2 separate regions of the Arachis hypogaea genome follow, and region 1 is linked to region 2. Evidence: chromatin contacts called from public Hi-C data. All regions are on one chromosome and are shown on one strand. The core of a region is the stretch at or near the end of the contact, and the rest is flanking DNA. Distances in the headings are between cores, read along the strand shown. Region 1 has its middle 20 kb from the start of LOC112751699. Region 2 holds the start of LOC112751695 (carboxylesterase 1).

Evidence for each region. Hi-C and Micro-C count contacts between places; a contact is called where the count stands out from the background.
Region 1: a contact with region 2 is called in a Hi-C map of leaf, with 4 times the contacts expected there. The contact joins the enhancer-like site here to the promoter of LOC112751695 in region 2. A contact is called at or near these places in 3 of 8 Hi-C or Micro-C datasets (all in leaf).

The regions. Positions count from the first base shown.
Region 1 is chr15:156,871,527-156,875,882 of arahy.Tifrunner.gnm2.J5K5, forward strand. No RefSeq gene overlaps it. Among protein-coding and RNA genes, the nearest start is that of LOC112751699, 20 kb to the right of the region's middle. Within about 2 kb of position 1,550, at least 3 of the 3 cell types and tissues checked have open chromatin away from gene starts, as enhancers often do.
Region 2 is chr15:156,797,791-156,802,693 of arahy.Tifrunner.gnm2.J5K5, forward strand. LOC112751695 (carboxylesterase 1) reads left to right here and starts at 2,755. Exons shown (of 1, transcript XM_025800911.3): 1 at 2,755-4,723. The coding sequence starts at 3,666. The coding sequence ends at 4,616. LOC114925299 (carboxylesterase 1-like) reads left to right here. Exons shown (of 2, transcript XM_025800910.3): 2 at 4,895-4,903.

The sequences.
Region 1 (4,356 bases), core at 300-2,799, 73 kb after region 2:
TTTTTAAAATTTTTAATTTACATTAAATATACTTATGATAATCTTTTAAAAAATTTAAAACTAATCTAGCAACAATTTTACAAGAATAAATACAAAGAAATCACATAATTTTAGAAATATATATTTTAATTATATTATTTAAAATATAATAAAAAAAATATATATTTCTTATTTTTATTGATTACTTTATGCATAGTCAATGAAAATATTTTGTTTCTAATTATATTTACTTATAATATTTACTTATGTATTATTTATTTATGGACTAATTAACTTATTTTATTAACAGGTAAAATTATTTTATTTCATAACTCATATATTAAATTATATTTTAAATAATATAATTAAAAATATTTAAAATTAATTATTTTTTCTTTCTCTAGTTTTAAGGATATTAATTACACTCTCTCTCTATAATTTCAAACACATTAATTATATACATTCTCTTTTTAATTTTTGTAATCTAATTCTAGCCACTTATTTAAATTTAATGCTTATAATTAAACCCTCTTATTTTTCATATAAAAATATCTTTTTCACTAGATATTATATATATATGTATGAGAAGTATACACCAAACGTCGAAAAGAAATAGTGTAATTGTCATTCTTTCCCCCTTAGATTTTGTATCTTAGCCTTTTCTTTTTCCTTTTTTTTTACAGAATTATTGTAATCACAATTTTAGAATGTTCAATTTATATTCAATTATTGAAAAAATGATACGTCTCTTTTACTAATTTTTTTTATGTCATCTACCACTATCATTCATAAAAGAAATTGAAAAAAAAAATGTGATGCACAATTTTTTTACTTTTATATTATAATCATAAAAAAATTAGTATTCCTAATATTGAAATTCATGAGCATTTAATAAAATTTATATGTTATTATTGATGCATATTTAATCAATAAAATAATGAATTAATAAACTTGCTAATGTTTAATATGATAAAGATTATTGATGTGAGGCCAATGAGTAATAGCTCAAATGACATAGTCTTTTCATACTCAATTAAGAGGTTGGGGGTTCGAGTTTCATATTTTGGTAAAAAAAAAAAAAGTTATTGATGTAAGAAGATTTGAATTCAGTGTAGAAATTTTCAAGACAAAATCTGCAATGCACTCTCATATGCGCAGGCGCAGCATCCCATTATCAATGTCGTTTTCTTTTTCTTTTCTTTTTTTTTTTTTTTTTTCATTACACAACTCACATAGACTATTTTAATATCTATAATGGGTAGTTTTGGAAGTCTATTCTGACTTGAAAGGTATGATCATAAAAGGCCCAAAAATTAGAAACGAGTAACCACACTAACCCAAAAGGCCTAGGCTACATACAATGTATTCTTCAAAAAAAGGCTCTTTTTGAACTGGAAGAAACTCTCTGGGTTCTGGGTTTTCGGTCATTTAAGTATTAAGCTTCTAAAATATATAAGAGGCTGTTGGTTTTGTTTTGGGTCTGAGAAAGGTTACTCTTATATGTTTGAGAAACCTCGAGTTGGACTAGATTTTAAATGATACGGGCCTAAGATTTCAACCAATCAAACCCAAAAATATTGTCATGGACGGTTCGGGTCCTGGAGCATTTTTTGGTTCCGGTTGGGCTGTCCAGCTTGGACATTGTCCAAAAAAAAGTTATTGCCAAACCTCTCGTTAGGAGAGTCGTTTTTCTTAGGAGAGTTCCTTATCACTACTGCAACGTATGGTCTTATTCCAATAGAAGGTAGAGTAATAACCATTAAGAAGAAGCAACAATCGGAAAGCACAGATTATTATGAGAACATCAACTTGGTGGGGAGATAATTTTAGAAAAAGAGATAAAGCTTTAGAGTTATCAAGAATGCTATCATGGTGATATGGGATAATCCTGATGGAGTAGCTATTTTGGAGATGGGGAGAAACAAAGCACTTATCAGCTTTGAGGACAAGATGAGAGAATTACAGATACTAAAAAGGGGCTCATGGAATGTTAGAGATCAGCTGATCAACCTTAAGTTATAGACAAAGACGGAGTCAGTTCTGGAAGTTAATCATGACAGAATAAATGTGTGGGTACAAATGCATAGAGGTTCATTGGATCTTATAAGTGCAGAAATAGCGGACATAATAGGAAATATGATAAGAATAGTCTTGGAAGTAAAAGATCTCAATAAATACAAGGTGTTGGAGAGGACTTTTTTTAAGAGCCAAAGTTGCTATTGATATTACACAGTCTCTTCCAACTGGATTTTGGTTGGAAAACAATACTTATCACAAATATGGGTGGATTTCAAGTATGAGAGGATATAGGATAACTACTGCTTAAAGTGTGGTATTATTGGTCATAGTCAAAAAGAGTGTAGGAATCCAATAGTCAAGACTGTTTGGAACCCTAGAATGCCGAGGTTTAAGTCGGGTTTGGAGTGAAAAGGACAAAACCACTGGAATCTATAAGTGTCAGGAGGAATAGAGAAGAAGTTTTAAAAGATCAAGATAACGAGGATGAAGCATGTGACAACACACGTTTATAGGAGAGTGAGAAAAGACGAAACTCAGCAAAAAGTGAAATAGGAGTAATGGATATCACTGATTAAGAAAAAGGGGTTGAATCTTGGCTTCTTTTTATTTTTTCTTTTAAATTAAGATTATGTGAAGATACTTTGAGTAGAAAACAGGAGATACAGTTATTTTGATTTTGTCTCTTGATGCGATAGGAGGCAAAACAGAATTACAGGTATGAAATATTATAATGAAGTATAGCTGGAGAGTAGAATTAGGAGATACTTTAGTTTTGTCTCCTATAATGCAAAATTAGAAACAGAGAAGAAAAAGAGAAATGGCACACAGATGTATCCTGGTTCAGCTACTCAGTGCCATGTAGCTTACATCCAGTTTTCATAACAACAATGATAGAATTTTACTATTTTTCAACAAGATGACATTCACCAATTCTCCTTAGGATTCTACCCAATCATATCTGAGATAAGTCCAATTTCTAATCCAAACCAAACTTGATTAAGAACTCACCCTAACTTTCAACAGCAAAGTGCTAATCCAACTTGTAAGGGAAGTCCCTTAGGATCATGACAACAAAACAGAAAAAGTTACAAAGATTTTCTGAGATAAATATAGGCTTTTCTCTAATTCTAACTCTCTTGCCTTTTTTCACTCAATGGCTTTTTCATACAAATCTCACTGTTATGCCTTTTACCATTGAAAACAAAGAAAGACTAGACTAAGAAAATAAGATATTCAATGAAAAACATGAAGAAAAGAAAACATCTCAGTGAGTTATGGAAACCCAAACATTGTGCTCTTACTCCTTACTCAAATCTTTGGCCGTTCACCCCTTTAATAGATGAGTGAAGCTTCGAGGGCATGAAACCTTACTTTATCACTTGTTTGACATCTTCTCCTAAAAATTAGTAGTAGCAGCGGCATTTACAGAGGTGAGATGGAGTATAAGCAATGAGTAGACAGTGTATGCAACCATACATTCCATCTTCTCTTTCAACTTTTTTCATCTTGTCTTTTGAATCTGAACCGTGTATTCTTGATTTGGCTCCAAGTTTAATTTTTGAACGTTGATTCATAGCAGAGCTCTATAGCCTCCATTTTCTTCATCTTACCAGAAATGTATATAAGGAGGAAGGAAGTTTCAACAAGCTATTTTGGGTGTACCAAAAATGAAAAAATCTTTTTGATCCAACCTAAAATTTGTTTTGTGTTTTTGTGTCCTAACTTCTAATTTCTTCTTCTTTCTTCTTTGTAGCTAATCTCTTTTTCTTCCTTAATGTGAGCCTTAGATAGAGTTTTCTTTTTTTTTATTTGCTTCTGAGATTTCATGTGGGTGATGAAAAAGAGAGAAGAGAGAGTTTGGTTTCGGTAGTGAAGTTTGGTTCAGATGAAATGAAATTGAATTACTTAGTTAGAACCTAAGTGAATGAATGGATTTAGATGTGGACCACCGTTTGGGTTTAGATTTATTCTTGGGCCAGATTTTTTCTTTCCTTCTTTTGACTAGATGCTTGCTATAGTTTCTAATAGGAAAGATTTGTAATGGTAGCAAATAAATCTTATGCCTTGATTTTGTGTGTGAGCCAGATGCAATTTGACCTTGTTTTATTTATTTTTTTGGGTCAGTTTCAATTAAATTAATTTTCTACACACTAATCACACATACAATTTCTTTTTAATTCAATTAATAATAATGTTTTAGTCATCATCTTTAAAATATATTTTGTGTGAAATTCTAGAACTTGTAATGCTAATATTGAAGTTAATATTTACTCATGGTATCAAAATTTTATTAGAGCTAAAATCATGACTATAATTCAAGACATTTAGGAATTGTAAGGAAGTAGTAGATCATATGAA
Region 2 (4,903 bases), core at 1,505-4,004:
TTTTAAAAAATTAATTATTAGAGAGATACATTTAATGTAAATTAAAAAAATTTTAGAATAAAATTAAAATAAAATAAAATTCAAAAATATTTTTAAATTTTTTGCTAAATTAAAAAAATATATATTTTACCTATTAGAGTTATAGCTCTTCCCTACTTAATTTCTCTTTGATTTGTATTTTCAATTTTAAGTATATATGTTTCTAAACGACCAAACATTATTGATTCAACCCTGTATATATATATATATATATATATCAGTTCTGCTTCTACATAAGCAGCTATTGATATTCTGACGGATAATATTTGTATATTTTTGTATACCTTTAAACTAAGGGTTTTAGTATTTAAAATTTGAAGTCTAAATTCTAACGGAAAATTTTCTAACAAAATTATTCTTACTTTTGTATATGTCAATTAGACTATTTTTTTTTTCTGAGAAATGAGGCTCATTTTTTTTGCCAATGGAAAAAAATACGGTGTAACACCATAAAATGGAAGCTTGGCAAAATTATTTATTGCTATGGGTGCCAGTAAAAAAATTCAACTTACGTTTTTTATTTTTCAGTATTTTTTTTGTTTGAAATTAAACAAAACACAACTTACGTTTTTCAGCCTGCAACATTTGAAGTTTTTTTGGTTTTTGAGAAAAGCAAGAATGCAGGTTGCGTTTGTCAGAAAGAATTTATTAATTTTTTTTAAAGTAAAACGCAGCTTGCGTTTGTCAGATTGACTTATTTAAAATTTTTTGGACGAAGAGAAAATGTAGGTTGCATTTTAGTTGGGCCGAAATTTTTTTTTTAAATCTACAAAATATAGCTTACGTTTTGTTTGTGAAATAATATTTTAATAAAAAGTCTTGCATATAAATTGCTAACGCAGCTAATTTCAACTTGCACCTCACTTCTGCTTCCTCACTTGTACTCTCATTTTCCTTTCTTTCATGTATTTTATGCTTGTGAGATTTTTTGGTTATTAGAAGGGTAAAAAAAAGTGAGAATATGGAGAATATTGTAAATATACGAGTGTATTATAACGGTGAGATTATATCGAACACAAACGAAAGAGTGACTTTTGTTTGTGAATATCCGTTTTCATTTGCTATTCCATACGGCACGAGTTTTGTAGAGTTGCAAAATGGTCTTTGTGTGAACATACAAAGTCACATTTCGAAAAAGGTGAGCAACATTTTGTACAGGAATCCTGTACAAGTATTTGGTGGGATGATACAATTTTAAATAATGTCCATCCCTGATGAAGCAAGCATGCAGCAGATGTTCTATATTTATCGATAAACCCGATTTCACATGCTAGTGATAGAGCTGTACATTGAGTTCGAACAACATACGGGGCTGGACGCGTTTGACGAGGAGGTCAACGTTGACGAGCTCGGGGATATAGATTGAGAAGAAGCTAACAACGACAGTGAAGAGGAGTTCGAAGCCAACTATGAAGTCGATGACGAAAATGATGACGGCCGCGGAGATCTGGCAGGCAATCCGGCGATGCATAATGAGGCGGATGAAATCGTAAGTCAGCACCCGTTTGGTGTTCCGTCATTTATGCGTACTCTAGATCTCGAAGTCATGCATGCCCCGAAATTTCCTGAGTATGTGAACATGGGTATGTTATGATTATTAATTCAAGTTACCTACGGTGTTTATTTTATTTGCCTTGTCTGACTGATGGTGGTGCGCATGTTGTAGGTGAAGGCAACACTGCGGCAGAAGATGGTAAGTTTAGTGTTGGAATAGAATTTGGTTCGAGAGAGTCGGTGATATCTGCAATCAAAAGCTACACTATCTATAGAGGAGCTGATTACGCTGTGTATGAGTTTGAACCGTAGACATTCTATGCAAAATGCAAGGGTTATGGTGCAGGTTGTGATTGGCTTATTCGAGCTAGCTTGATTCGAAAGAAAGCTTGTTGGGAGATCAGAAGATATAATGGCAAACACACGTGCACCGTAGGCATGATTTCACAAGATCATGCCAATTTGGACTCAGACACAATTGCAGAAGCTATTAGGCCATTGGTCGAAGCAGATCCGTCGATAAAGGTGAAGTCTATTATTGCAGAAGTTCAATCCAAGTTCAATTACACTTTAAGTTACCGCAAGACTTGGTTGGCAAAGCAGAAATCTGTCGCAAAAATTTTCGGTGATTGAGAAGTTTCTTACCAGACTCTGCCAGTATGGTTGAAAGCAATAACTATGAAGATGCCAAGGTCTCGTGTTCAAATTAAAATGCTCCCCGTTTACCGTGAGAGTTAAGAGGTTTAAGGTGTAAGAGTTCTGCACCGCATTTTTTGGAGCTTCTATCCGTGTATTGTAGCATTCAGACAATGCAAGCCACTGGTGCAGGTTGATGGCATGCACCTGTACGAAAAATATAAAGGTATACTTCTAGTAGCGATTGCAAAAGATGGGAACCAAAACATTATGCCTATTGAATTTGCGATAGTCGAGGGCGAGACGGTAGACACATGAGAGTTTTTTCTAATCAATTTGTGGAAATATGTTGTTACCATTGATAGTGTGGGTATTATTTCTGACCGCCATACCTCCATCAACGCTGCAATAGCTTGCAGTAACAGTGCAAGGTCACCACCAAAAATATGGTACATGTACTTGTACATCGGGTCCAACTTCTTAAAGAGGTTCAAAACTCCATATTTGTATAAACTTGTGGTGAATAATAATAATAATAATAATAATATCTCATGACTAACAGTATGATAAAAAAAATTATTATTGATATCATAATAATAATAATAATAATAATAATAATAATAATAATAATAAAATTTATTAGTTAAAACATATAAATAAAGGACATAAAAATAAATATTTTTATTTATCATAAAATTAAAAAAAATTACTTACCCATTGAAAATGATTCAAATATTTAATAATGTGTTTTTCAGGTAAAGTAAAATTACGAATCATTTTTCCTTTTTCACTAAATGAAGTTCCAAACCTTCACTTATTCTTCCTCCTCACAAACTTACTCCCTTTCATCCTTAACCCCAACCCCTTTCACTCTCAAAACTCTCATGGCCTGCGTTTTAGTTTTAAAGACCGGCTCCGCTACTCTCTTTTACACGTGTCACACATGCAGACAAAAAAGTTGCCAAAGGCAGGTTGCGTTTTGCCTGTGCACTTTGCCAAACACATATTGCGTTTTAAAACTTCGAAGTATTGGCATGCAGGAGATAGAAATACATTTCGAATTTTCGTTCTCATTCCATACCAAACACAAGCTGCGTTTTACAGTGTATACAGTTTTTTTTATTTCAGCTCAGTCCAATGTATCCTGCTTTTTGTAAATTGTTAACTTTAGCCGTTCCACATTTATGAATTACACAATATGATACAATATACTTGTACTTCACCTTTTTAACTTTCATAAATAAATTAATTTCTGGAATGAAGCACATCTTCTAAAGGAAGAAATTTAATGAGAAATTCAGATTCAAAATGGAGTCAAATTGTTGACTGTGCAGGACAACTTGCTTCATAATATGAATATAAAAACAGCAAGTTGTGTATTCCCCCTGTATTATTCTTGCTCTCCACGCCTTTACTGATATAAATTAAAAAGGCTTGAAACTCCATACTCTCAAAGCATCCATAACTCCAACAAAGAAAAAGAAGAGAAAACAGCCATGTCCGATCACAGCGAAGAGCACATGAAAATCATTCGAAAACCAGACGGAACCCTCACTCTGTTGCGCAAACCAGAGTCACGCTCACTACCCCAATCTGACCCCACCCTCTCCATTACCGTTCTCTCCAAAGACCTCACCATCAACCCTCACAACGACACCTGGCTCCGCTTGTTCCTACCCAAACAAGGAACAAACGATAACAAGAAGCTACCACTTATTGTTTTCTTTCATGCTAGTGGCTTTGTCACATCAAGTGCAGCTTCCACCATGTTCCATGATTTCTGTGTAAACATTGCGGATGGCGCCGCCGCCGTTGTCGCCTCCGTCGAGTACCGCCTTGCGCCGGAGCACCGATTACCGGCTGCATATGACGATGCTGTCGAAACTTTTCATTGGATTAAATCCAGCCAGGACGAATGGTTGACCAAACACGTTGATTACTCGAGGTGTTATTTGATGGGAAACAGTGCTGGGGCAACGATAGCGTACTACGCGGGTCTACGTGTAGCTTCAGGAGAGGTAGGTGATCTTGAGCCGTTGAAAATCCGAGGGATGATATTACGTCAGCCGTACATTGGTGGGACCCAGAGGACCGAGTCAGAATTGAGGCTCGAGAATGATGCGGTTCTTCCTCTGTCGGTTAATGATTTGATGTGGGAGCTGGCGCTGCCCGTTGGGGCTGACCGTGATAATGAGTATTGCAATCTGACGGCTGTGGATGGTTGGAGGGTTGAGAAGGTGAGGGATCAGGGGTGGAGAGTGATGGTTAGTGGGTGCGGTGGGGACCCACTTGTTGACCGTGATAGGGAGCTTGTGAAGTTGTTGGAGGAAAAGGGTGTTTGTGTGGTGAGTGATTTTGAGGAAGAGGGGTGCCATGGCATAGAGTTGACGGACCCCAACAAAGCAAAAACACTCATTCGCTTGGTCAAACATTTCATGTCCTCATAAGAGAGTTTTTAAGGGCTAATAAATAATGCGTGTTGTATTTTCTTTTCCAAAAAAAAAAAATGACATATTTCTACTGTTTTTAAATAATAATGTTGTATGGATAGAAATTTTCTCATTATTTTTTAATTATTAGTTAAAAAGATTAGTTTCTCAACAAAGTTAAATATTGATGTAGTACAAAATAAAATTGGGAAGATGTATAGAATAAGACGTAATGATCCAAAAGAATACACTTATGTAAATACAGCTACTCATAAGTCTCAACAACTTATATGTAGGGGTGTACG